3 separate regions of the Mus musculus genome follow, and all the other regions are linked to region 1. The links are chromatin contacts, called in public promoter capture Hi-C maps. All regions are on one chromosome and are shown on one strand. The core of a region is the stretch at or near the end of the contact, and the rest is flanking DNA. Distances in the headings are between cores, read along the strand shown. Region 1 holds the start of Exoc3l4 (exocyst complex component 3-like 4). Region 2 holds the start of B930059L03Rik (RIKEN cDNA B930059L03 gene). Region 3 holds the start of 5033406O09Rik (RIKEN cDNA 5033406O09 gene).

Region 1 (3,549 bases), core at 311-2,810:
GAGGTTAGGTCTAGATCTCCCCCACATCTGGCCTTGTTTCTACTTTTTTCTAGACCTTCCCTCTTGCACCAACTCCCACTCTCTGTTTCTCTCTGGGACGAACGACATCCTTCCTCCCCACCTACCGTAGGACCAGGCTATCCCCTGTCCTTCAAAGCCCCAGGGGCAACCACTGCCAGCAGGTTGTGGCGTCCGTGCCTTGAAACCTTCCCTGCAAGCTGAGTCCTTTCCTGAAAATATGGAACAGGGCAAGAAAATATGGTTTCAATCCGCCTCAGTGCTCGCCTTCGAGATCTAGTGAAATCAACAAGCTAGGAAAATCAGTAAGAGCTGCAAATGTCAGAAGCAAGCAGTTCCGAAAAATCCTAAGCGCGGTTATTATGGGAATAACAAGAGTTTAGTAAATTCCATGTGTTGATTTTGCAAACACGATCAGTAGCTGTTCTATGTGCCAGCCAGGCCTATTTTAAAAAAGACACAGGCTCCCTTCACAGTTGCCAAAATAAAAACATCCCTGGTAGCCACCCCCCACTGAAGGACAGACTTTCACTGAAGGACAGACTTCTTAAGTAGGCACACAAGGCTTTTCCTCGGGTTTGTCTTGCTTTTCTCTGTTGCCCCTCTGCGTCCCAGGACTCATTCCCTGTCCAAGCCTTTCTGGGAGTTGCCCCTCATCTTCCAGCTGCTGAGAGCTTCCTTGGGGCTCTTCCTCTGAGAAGCTCACCCTTTTCTGGGTCTAGCTCCAGCCCTAGATAGTAGTTATATGATCTGAGATCTTTCTGCCACTTGGCCAGGAGCCTCCAGGGAGCAAGGAATGAGCCTGGCTCAGACCCATGATGGGGCCAATAAATAAATGTCAGGTACCCAAGGAATGGTGTGGCCCTGCCATGATTGTGAACCTGTGGTACCTCTTTCAGATCTTCGTGCTAGCTAGCTCCAGTGCCTCGCCGTGTGTGTGATTGTCTTGTAATATGTGTGTGCGTCTTCCGTGTCTGTGTCTGTAGGCCTCATGGATGTCTCTGCTCTCTGCAAGTGTGTGTGGCTGTTTATGTGTTCGGATGTGCGTATATCTCCTGTGGCTGAGTTGGTATTCTAGTTCAGCCGTCCTGGGCTTGGAGCCCAGACCCTTGACAACAAAGCCAACTAACACAGCCAGAGTAGTCTCAGCCTCTTGGGTCCCCACCCACGGCCCCAAACACCCTCACATCCTCCTGCCCCACCTGGCTGGGTCTTACCTGATAGGCACGCAGACAACTGCACCCAGGCAGCAGAGGTCCTAAGCAAGCCAGCCAAGCAGGATCCTGAGACCAGGTCCAGGAGAGAGATGGCTGCCAGCACAGCCCAACTGGTGGACCAACAGCTGGGACTTCCCAGCCACAGGACCGCCCTGACCCACTCTCTACTCGGACCCCATACTTTCGCTTTCAGAAAAGTTCCACCCCTTTCATTCCAGAGACAACCACTCTAACCTTTGATCAGCCACAGTCCCGGAGCTTGCCTGAGCCTGATCGGAGCTTGACAGGGAGAGACTGGGGAGGGGAGGCTAGGGAGGGCCCTAAGGGAAGCTGGGGAGGTGGAGATTAGTGGAGGAGAGGTTAGGGAGGTGGGGCTAGGGGAGGAGGATGCAGCAGCGGGGGCTGGGGACCACCGAGGATTGTCAGATCCTGACCACTGCCAGAGGTAAGATAAATGGGAGGTTTTTACCCCCTAGTGCTCAAGCCCAGAAAGTCTCCTCTCTCCAGCCAAGGGCTGCAGCTCCAGGCCAGTCTAGGACGTTCACTCCAGTGCCCCCTATGCTTGCCCGAGCTGAGAAGCAGAGAGCAGAGACCTGTTAGGGAAGTTTTCTGTAATGCCTGGGGCACCAGGTGTGAGCCATACACTGCTCCGGAGTGCTGGTGGGAGAGGACCGAGGGACCGCAGGGGCTCACACTCAGGAATGACAGGCAGCCTTCTAGGCAGAAGCAGCGCAGCATGAACAGCGTGGAGGAGGGGCTGTTGTGAATGGCTTCGGAACTCAGGCCTTCTGCTTTCACAAAGACTCAGACAGGAAGCTTTTCTCGGAGAGGGCCATGGAGATTTCAGAAGAGGCACGTCCCCTGATTTCAGGGGGATTCCACAGTCAGCGTCTTAAGAAAAAAAACTTGGAGGAAATCCAAGGACACATTCATGACTGACCTGCTCTGTACCTGGGTACAGTATGGATGCTCTGGTTACAGTACTCAGTACTGAGTACTCAGTACTGGGCTGTGAGAACACAGCGCCACACAGGCTATACTCTCCCGGTTTGGGGGACCTGAGGGCTAAGGTCTTGACTCTTCTGAGGCTACCTCTTTTTTCCTCTTCCTCCTCCTTTCCTTCGTCTTCCTCCTCCTCCCCCTCTTCTACTTCTTCTGGAGACAGGGTCCCACTATGTATTCTTCTATGTCCTGTGGCTCACTATGTAGACCAGGCTGGCTCTGTAAGCACAGAAATTGGATTAAAGGCATGTGCCATCGTGCCTGGTGCTCTCTCTCTTTATGTGTTCTTTCCTCTGTATGTGTCTGTCCAGTTTTCTCTTCTTTATAGCATGTGGAGTGTGGTGGTTTGTATGTGCTCCATCCAGGGAGTGGGACTATTTGGAAGTGTGGCCCTGTTGGAGTAGGTGTGTCACTGTGGGTGTGGACTTTAAGACCATCATCCTAGCTGCCTGGAAGTCAGTGTTCTGCTAGCAGCCTTCAGATGAAGATGTAGAACTCTCAGCTCCTCCTGCACCATGCCTGCCTGGATGCTGCCATGTTCCTATCTTGATGATAATGGACTGAATCTCTGAACCTGTAAGCCAGCCCCAATGAAATGTTGTCCTTATAAGAGTTGCCTTGGTCATGGTATCTGCTCACAGCGATAGAACCCTAACTAAGATAGCACACTAGGTAAGCTCTCTGAGGCAAGATAGATAGAAGGGTGGGCAAAGCGTGGGAACATGAGAATAAAAGGAGCCCCCCTAGTTGCAGTACCTCAGCAGCAGGCAAGGATCCTGTGTGATCAACGCCTGCAGAAGGCCTTTCTCCCCCGCCAGCTATAAATCTTTGATTTTTCTAGGAATTTCCTCCACAAAACCCCTCACGTATAGAGAAGACATGTACTAAACTCCTTGAGAAAGATCATCAAATTGTTATTGCATACAAGACATCTCCATCACCACTACCACTCATTTATCAGAAGAATGGGAAATGGAGAAAAATAATGCTTTCTTGGTAACCTCAGAGATACAACTTGAGAGTCACCAAGACCAGGGATCTATGGCTAAGGTTAGGGCAGCTTAGTCCCCTGCTGAGCCCCCCTGAGCCGGCTGACTCCTCCCGTGGGCATGTCTTACTTTCTGCTATTCTCCCAACATGTCCTCCATTAAGTCTTACTCTTTCCCCTAACGTCACGTGTAATCCTATGTTAAAGTTTTATTAAAGATCTTTAATAAAAATCTCCAACTCTACTTCAGACTGGCTAGTCCTAAAATTCTTTTCTTCACTAAAGACATAAGTCTCCATTTAGCATAAATTGGGTCTGTAAAAG
Region 2 (3,549 bases), core at 560-3,059, 830 kb after region 1:
ACGGCTGACAATCCACCTATCTACTTGAAGCTATACCTGTCTTACACCTGAACACTACACCTGCGGCCTAGATCCCTGATCTCTCAGGTTCTGAGCTCCATGCCCCCAACAGCTATCCACTTGGACTCCTTAATCCCTAAATACTGTATTTGTGCCAGATGGTGGTGGTATAGTCCCTTAACCCCAACACTTGGGAGGCAGAGGCAGGTAGGTCTCTGTGGATTTGAGGCTAGCCTGGTCTAGAATGAATTCCAGGACAGCCAAAGCTACACAGAAACCCTATCTTGGAAAATCAAATGAACAAAACCAAGCAAACCAAACCAGCAAATGTTGTAGCAGCTATCTGCCTCTGCCTCCAGGAAGGCCTCTGTGAACTCTAACCTTGAATAGCCATTCTGTAATTTACATTGCATTGTGAGGTGTAATGTGTGACCCAAGAGTTATTATTTATTAAGAGAGTGAGAACAAAACTACTCAACAAATTACATCAATACAAGGGATGCAGACTGCCAATTTATTATTCAGGAAATTCTAACATCATGGAGAGAGAGAATTGTGTCCATGCTTCTGACAGCACCCCCACACCAGGGCTACCTTCCAGGGTTACCAGTATCTTGGGCAGGAAGCAGTGGGAAACAGACATCGCTAGGGCTTCCTTGGAACAGGCATGGCTATGACCCTGGAGGGAATCAGCACAAATTTCCAGATTTTTGAGCCCTAGAACAGTAAGACTCAGGGACAGAGTCGGAGACAGGCAGTTTACTACAAAGAAAGGAGAGAGGGAGACAGAAGTCAAGCCAGGAAGTGCACGCCTTTATTCTTAGGGCAGAGGCAGGGACATCTCTTGAGTTTAGGGTCTACACAGTGAGTTCCAGGTCAGCCAAGAAGAGACTCTGTTTTATAGACAGACAGACAGACAGACAATAAGGCTAGCCAAGGCGAGACCCTGTCTTATGAGTAAATTAGAGAAAGAAGGAAAGAAAGAGGCACCCAGTGAGTGGTAGTGGGAAAGACGGGGTGCTCAAAGTCCTCATCTATGTGAGTTCTGGTCCTCCATAGTTATTTACATAGCAAGCACCTCTACCTCTTTACGTTACCACGTGTCCGGTACACGCCACTTAGGTGGGACGAGTTTCCTGACCCTGCTTACTGGTTTCTTTCGTTAATCTCTCGGCATCCCCAGCCTCCCACCTACTTCAGTTCTCAGAGCTGCTACAGGGGACAGGTTGGCCCTGTCCTATCCACGCTACGGTCGCGTCTCGGGGTTCCATGACGGGGGTCACATGGGACCCTGGTCACCAACCCCGCCTATCAAGTGGAAAGTGACGGGGCTGTAACCCAGGACCTGCCGTTCAGTTCCACGGACGCCTGTTTGCCGCTGTCCAGAAGCCACTTCTGCAGAGTGGCAGGTCGATCACGTGTCGCCAGGGGAGCGGTCACGTGTGGCCTCGAACGATCATGTGAGTCCTCAAGCCAATCACCGCGGCCTGGAAGAAGGGGCATTGCGATTGGCTCATTTTCCTCCCGTGAATATCGCGAGATTCAGAGTCAGACACTTCCCGATTGGTCGATGCGCTGCGTCATTTCCCTGCGCCAGCGTTTAGGTGAAGGTAGTCGGTCTCCCTGTCCTGTGTGCCGTGGGCCAAGCGTCTAAGCTTGGGTCCGGGCCGTCCGCGGCCCTCACTCCCCTCCCGCCAAGGGACGCGGCCCCCTCTGCGGCTTCCTCTAGACGTCGCTGCCTTGTCCTAAGTCAGCCTGCGTTCGAGCTGCCGAACCGAGGTTTCGTGCGGCTTCCTGGCGCGGTGACTCATCCAGTCACGTGCGCCGTGGAGGCTGCGCCTTGCGGAGATCTCCGCCCTGCCGAGATGGCAGAGACCTTCCCGGGGCCGCCCTTGTCCTGCTGCCGTGTTCTGGTGCAGCTGTGCTGAGCTGATATCCTGTTGACTTTGAACTCTTCTCCGTTTTCTGCATGCGCTTTGTCTCATTCCTACGGGGTACCTGCTGCCATCCGCTTGCTCTTTGGTTTGGATGCCGGGTAGCCGTGCTGAGTCCCAACTCTGATGCTCCTGCCTCCACCTTTCCAGTGCTGGCATGGAAGGCGTATGTCAGCACGTCCACCTTACACACACGTACCCACATTTGATTGCCTCTCCACTTGGATCTTGCTGTTCTCGCTGATCCCACATTTATCTGTACATTGCGTCCATCAGACGCAGTTTTGAGTGTCCCACACGGTGCCAGACTGAAGGTACAGCGATAAGTAGGGTAATAGGGACATTGCTTGTAGAGGGCTCACGGGCTATCCTGGGGTGACTGGTTGGAGGGATGTTTTTGCAAGCTCCCTCTTGGCTGCAGTGTGGAATGTTTGAGAAGAAGGTGTTGGGCCGGCAGGAAAAGTTAGTCCTGGGGTGAGGATGAATTCGAATTTGGAATGAGTGCCAGAACCTTTCTAGTTTCAATTTGGCCATATTTTATGGAGACCGCTCAGCAGTTAGGTCCATGTACAGTTCTTCCGGACAATCCGAGTTTAGAGTCCCACGTTAGGGACAGACTATTTATAACCCTAGCCCCAGGGGACCGAACACCCTCTTGCTTCCGTGGGCACTTGCACTCATATGTACAAATCCACATACAGAAACAAACACATTTAAAAAAATAAAATCTTAAGGAGTGAGAGCGTGTGCTGGGGTTTTCTCACTTCTCTGCTCACATTTGCATCTAGCAACACTTCAGGCAGGTGAGGATAATTCCTGGTTTCTGTTTTTCAGCATGGAAAACAGTGCGGCCGGGAGTAGCTGGCCTTACTGCTCAGACTAGGTGAATTTTGCTGATGGCTAAATTTTTGAAGCAGAATTGCAGAGTCAAAATACATGACACCCTGCAGGGTGGAACGTGTTTCTAATGCCAGCATTCAGGGGGCTGGGTAGTAGGATTTTTGGTAAGACTGTCTCAAAATGTTTTCAACACTTACCTTTTAAAACTTTCAGTTGCATTTTTAAGGGTCCTACAAATCTGCAAGCCACCAACAGTAAACTGAAGTGACCCACCCTTCCTCACCTGCTACTGGGGTTACTTTCCTGTCCTTCCAGAAGCATTGACTTGTGGCCCTGAGATCTGCATAGGATGGCGACACTGCCAGTGGGAGCCCCTGCTTACCTGCCTCTGCTGGCTTTGCATCCTCCTCGGGAATATTCCTCACACCTACACGGCATGCCTATGTCTCTTTTGGCATGTAGGTGGAGGTAGAATTTCTGTTATGGGTGTCTACTTTCAGCCAGCTCCTTGCCCTCCAGCTACGTGCAGCCAGCCAGCTGGGAAGCGGTGGAGTACCATCGCCTAAGCCAGTGGTGCTTCCTGCAGCCATAGTTCTGCAGAGCAGTGTAGTTTAATGCAGTGTATCCCGTTTGATGCCTTCTCATGGTGTAGAGAGAGCCTGTCACAGGAAACAGAAATGCAGCTACTTTCTGTAGACTCCAGGCTGTCACCTGTGGCAGGTGGCATCCCATGGAAGATGAGGCCCTTGTCACTCACCATTTAAAGAAAAACCTC
Region 3 (3,549 bases), core at 709-3,208, 530 kb before region 1:
CCATGCTCATCCCGCTTTCAGGGACCCATGAGTCCCTCCTCCCCCAGCCCCACCTAGATGAGGATACAGGAGAGCCAGGCTCAGTGATGACTCCGGGAGCAGAAGGAAGTCCTGAGTCACCCTGGCCGGGAGCAGGAAGTGGTTATCACCAGAACCAGCACTCCCAAAGCCCAGGAAGCCAGAGTGTGACGTCACAGCGGTGATGTCACCAGCCAGCAGGGATAGGAAGCATCTGCCAGGTCCCCAGCAGCCAGCCCTGTGCTTCTCCGTTCATCCTCTGTCCCTCTGTCCACCATGCGTGCTGTAGTTTACCCTGGGCACCGTGGCTGGCTGGGAATAGCTGAGTGAGGGCCTTGTCTAGTCTAGTAGGACACAGTGTGTGGTTCAGAGCTGGCAGGCGGGGCCTGGGCGGCTAGGGGGCGGGGCCGTGCCTGGGACCGCCCTCAGGAAAGGCCTCACTGAGCAGTTGGTGGTGTCTGCTTTGGGGCTTTGCAGGGCTGTGGGCCAGAAAAGATTCCATTATGAACTGTAAGCTTTTGTGAATGTGGAAGGTTTGTAACTAGTTAGGCATTCTTTCCCACCCCCCCTTCCCGCCCAACCCCATCACACATACAATGGAGGTGGCTCTGGTCTCAAAGTTCCTTGGGAAGCCAGGTTCCCAGATGAGAACCAGAGTTGAGCAAACAAGTTCCAGGGGATATGAGGGAGGGGGACCTGGTGAAAGCCTGGCAGTGTCCGCGGGCACCTTTCCGTGGAGTTCTCAGACATGTCGCTATTGCACCCTGCTCTGTGCCTGCATGCTCCTCTGTGTTCAGAGAAGTGAGGAGGAAGAGGAGGATGCCCTCTGGGCTGAAGAGGAGTAGCTAGGGGTGCCACTTAGTGGAGCTTGGTATGAGGGCTGCCCCGAGGCCTGACCTGCTTCCATGGCTGGGGCATATCAAGGACAGCACGGGAAGCGGGCTTAGCCTTTACTTCTGGCAGGGGCAGCCTCCTACAGCCTCGCAGTGGGTGAGGACCCCATCCAAGGACGGTATGCAGGGACTGAGTGCCCCCTCAGTCTCTCCCTCAAGGCCCACGTGCAAGCCATCAGGAGTCTTCCCCCCAGGGTTCATTCAGCTTTGGGATACATCAGGTCTCCAGAGCGACCTGGAAGAGTGCCTGGCCCTCACTCCCACCCCTACATCCCACACAGGAAGCATCTGGGGAAACAAGATAAGCAGCATGCCGGGTGGTCACAGCAGCTGGGGGTGGGGTGGGGGGAGGGCAGGCCGGCTGGGTCAGCAGCTCTCTTGTCCAGCTCTTACCCAGACCTACCCTACAGTTCACACCGAGCGAGGCTCCCCAGAAGTGTGTCGTGGATGGTCTTCAGGTGGGGAAGGACTGGGGTTCATGGCATTTCTCTCTACCAGGGTCTTAGTTGAGCTGTGATTTTAGTAAATTATGATTGGGCAAGTCATCCCATCATGAGGTGGCACCAACAACAACATCGCCCACACACACTGGTGCCTAAAGGACTTTATCACTCGGCCACATCACCTCTATAACCAAAAAAATAACAAGGCACTTCAAAACCAATAAAGTGACAGTCCCCAAGCCCAGCGGGCTGCAGATGATATCTTATCAGGGCAGAGTTGAACTCCCATTCGGGTCAGGGTCCAGAGGCTCCAGGCTACCAGCCTCACAAGGGTTGTGACCTTGGTGACCAGTCTCATGGGCCTCCAGGGAGGCTACCTGGTGACTCAGCCTCTTCCTACAGCCCTGTAAATAGCCAGAGTCCATCCACACGGAGGCTGTGTGAAACTGCCTCCACCAGGAAGGGAAGTTTTAACTGGCCCAGAACCCCACAAAGCCCCAAAGCAGACACCACCAACTGCTCAGTGAGGCCTTTCCTGAGGGCGGTCCCAGGCACGGCCCCGCCCCCTAGCCGCCCAGGCCCCGCCTGCCAGCTCTGAACCACACACTGTGTCCTACTAGACTAGACAAGGCCCTCACTCAGCTATTCCCAGCCAGCCACGGTGCTCAGGGTAGACCGCAGCACGCATGGTGGACAGAGGGACAGAGGATGAACGGAGAAGCACAGGGCTGGCTGCTGGGGACCTGGCAGATGCTTCCTATCCCTGCTGGCTGGTGACATCACCGCTGTGACGTCACACTCTGGCTTCCTGGGCTTTGGGAGTGCTGGTTCTGGTGATAACCACTTCCTGCTCCCGGCCAGGGTGACTCAGGACTTCCTTCTGCTCCCGGAGTCATCACTGAGCCTGGCTCTCCTGTATCCTCATCTAGGTAGGGCTGGGGGAGGAGGGACTCGTGGGTCCCTGAAAGCGGGATGAGCATGGCCAGGGCCAGTCTGTGGCATCTGTTGCTGTCTCCTAGGGAGACCTTCTTTCTGCAGAGTGGGGCCTCCACAGTCTGCACAGCTCGGCTCCCCATTCTCTCGTGAAGGTAGGCCAGGAACTGGGTTTCCTAATGAGTGACCAGGAAAACGGAACTTTCAAGGGGCGTGTCTGTTTAATGAGGAATCAGCCTGAATGGAAGCCAACCCAGTGCCTTTCCAGGTAGGCAGGCCAAGGCCAGAGGAAGGAAAGCTGGGTCTCTGTTGGAGCAGGAGGGCAATATGGCTTAGGCTTGGGGAGAGAACACAGGTGCCACCGTAGCCACAGTGTCCATGAGCCCCATCCCCCACCATGCTGGCCAAAAAGAAACAATTGATGAACAGAAGGGAGGAAAGATGCCTCCAGCAAAATCAGGCAGGAGGAGACCAGAGCTGTCATTGCGCTCTCTGTCCCCAGCAGGCCGAGCTCGCACTGTCATGGGGTGGAGGAGGCTCAAGCCGCCCTAATTAGAATATCAGTTAGACCCTGCTTTTCCTGACCTGCTGCTTCGAAAGCTAATTCTTTGTGCTTCCACAAGGCAGGCCCTACAGGGACAGAGGGGCTTAGGAGGCACAGCCAGAGGGCTCAGGCTCTCAAAACCCAGGTCTGCCTTGCAGGGCCAGTTTTGGGCCTTTAGTCTGGGATGGACAGACGGCTGGCCATCCTCATGAATCGCCATGGTGCCCAGTCTGGACGGTCCATGCGGCCCAGAGCAGAGGGAAGGGGGCTCAGCAGTGATGAAGATGGCTACAGGAATGTGCAGGCCCAGCCTCCTGTGGTGGGGAGTCCAGAGCTGCTCAGACTGACTGGAATTCCTGTTGCTCATGCACGCTTCTGGCTTCTTTTTCGGTTCTAGGTACAAGCTGTTGTCATGAAGCCTGGAGTTTTTCCGAGATGCCAGAGGCAGCAGCGCAGTGCTCTTGTTTCTCATCTAAACCTGTCCCTTTCTCAGAACAGAGCCCGCGTGTGTGATTCCTTCGTGGTCCCAGAGCGGGTCATCTTGCTTGCAGGGTAGCCTTGGGGCACCACTGCTTGTCAGGGTTGAGCAGAAAGGCAGACCAGAATCCTCTGAGTCCCCCTCCCACTTCCAGCTGGTTGACTGACATTCCACCCGACCAGAAGGAACCAGAGGAGGAAGAAGGCCTGAGAAACTGGAGGGAGGCTGCTCAGGCGGTTC

What was found. Promoter capture Hi-C pulls out the DNA fragments that hold promoters and counts their contacts.
Region 2: a contact with region 1 is called in a promoter capture Hi-C map of liver, with 5 times the contacts expected there. The contact joins the promoter of B930059L03Rik here to the promoter of Exoc3l4 in region 1. A contact is called at or near these places in 1 of 39 promoter capture datasets (liver) and 1 of 9 other capture datasets (liver).
Region 3: a contact with region 1 is called in a promoter capture Hi-C map of liver, with 4 times the contacts expected there. The contact joins the promoter of 5033406O09Rik here to the promoter of Exoc3l4 in region 1. A contact is called at or near these places in 1 of 39 promoter capture datasets (liver) and 1 of 484 Hi-C or Micro-C datasets (the HL-1 cell line).

What each region holds. Positions count from the first base shown.
Region 1 is chr12:111,415,441-111,418,989 of GRCm38.p6, reverse strand. It overlaps Exoc3l4 (exocyst complex component 3-like 4), which reads right to left and starts at 1,560. Exons shown (of 14, transcript NM_001289487.1): 1 at 1,236-1,560; 2 at 126-230.
Region 2 is chr12:110,589,634-110,593,182 of GRCm38.p6, reverse strand. It overlaps B930059L03Rik (RIKEN cDNA B930059L03 gene), which reads right to left and starts at 1,809. Exons shown (of 1, transcript NR_033340.1): 1 at 504-1,809.
Region 3 is chr12:111,942,891-111,946,439 of GRCm38.p6, reverse strand. It overlaps 5033406O09Rik (RIKEN cDNA 5033406O09 gene), which reads left to right and starts at 1,958. Exons shown (of 3, transcript NR_029464.2): 1 at 1,958-2,283; 2 at 2,374-2,555; 3 at 3,229-3,549. Gm36757 (a long non-coding RNA gene) reads right to left here and starts at 482. Exons shown (of 3, transcript XR_003950158.1): 1 at 68-482.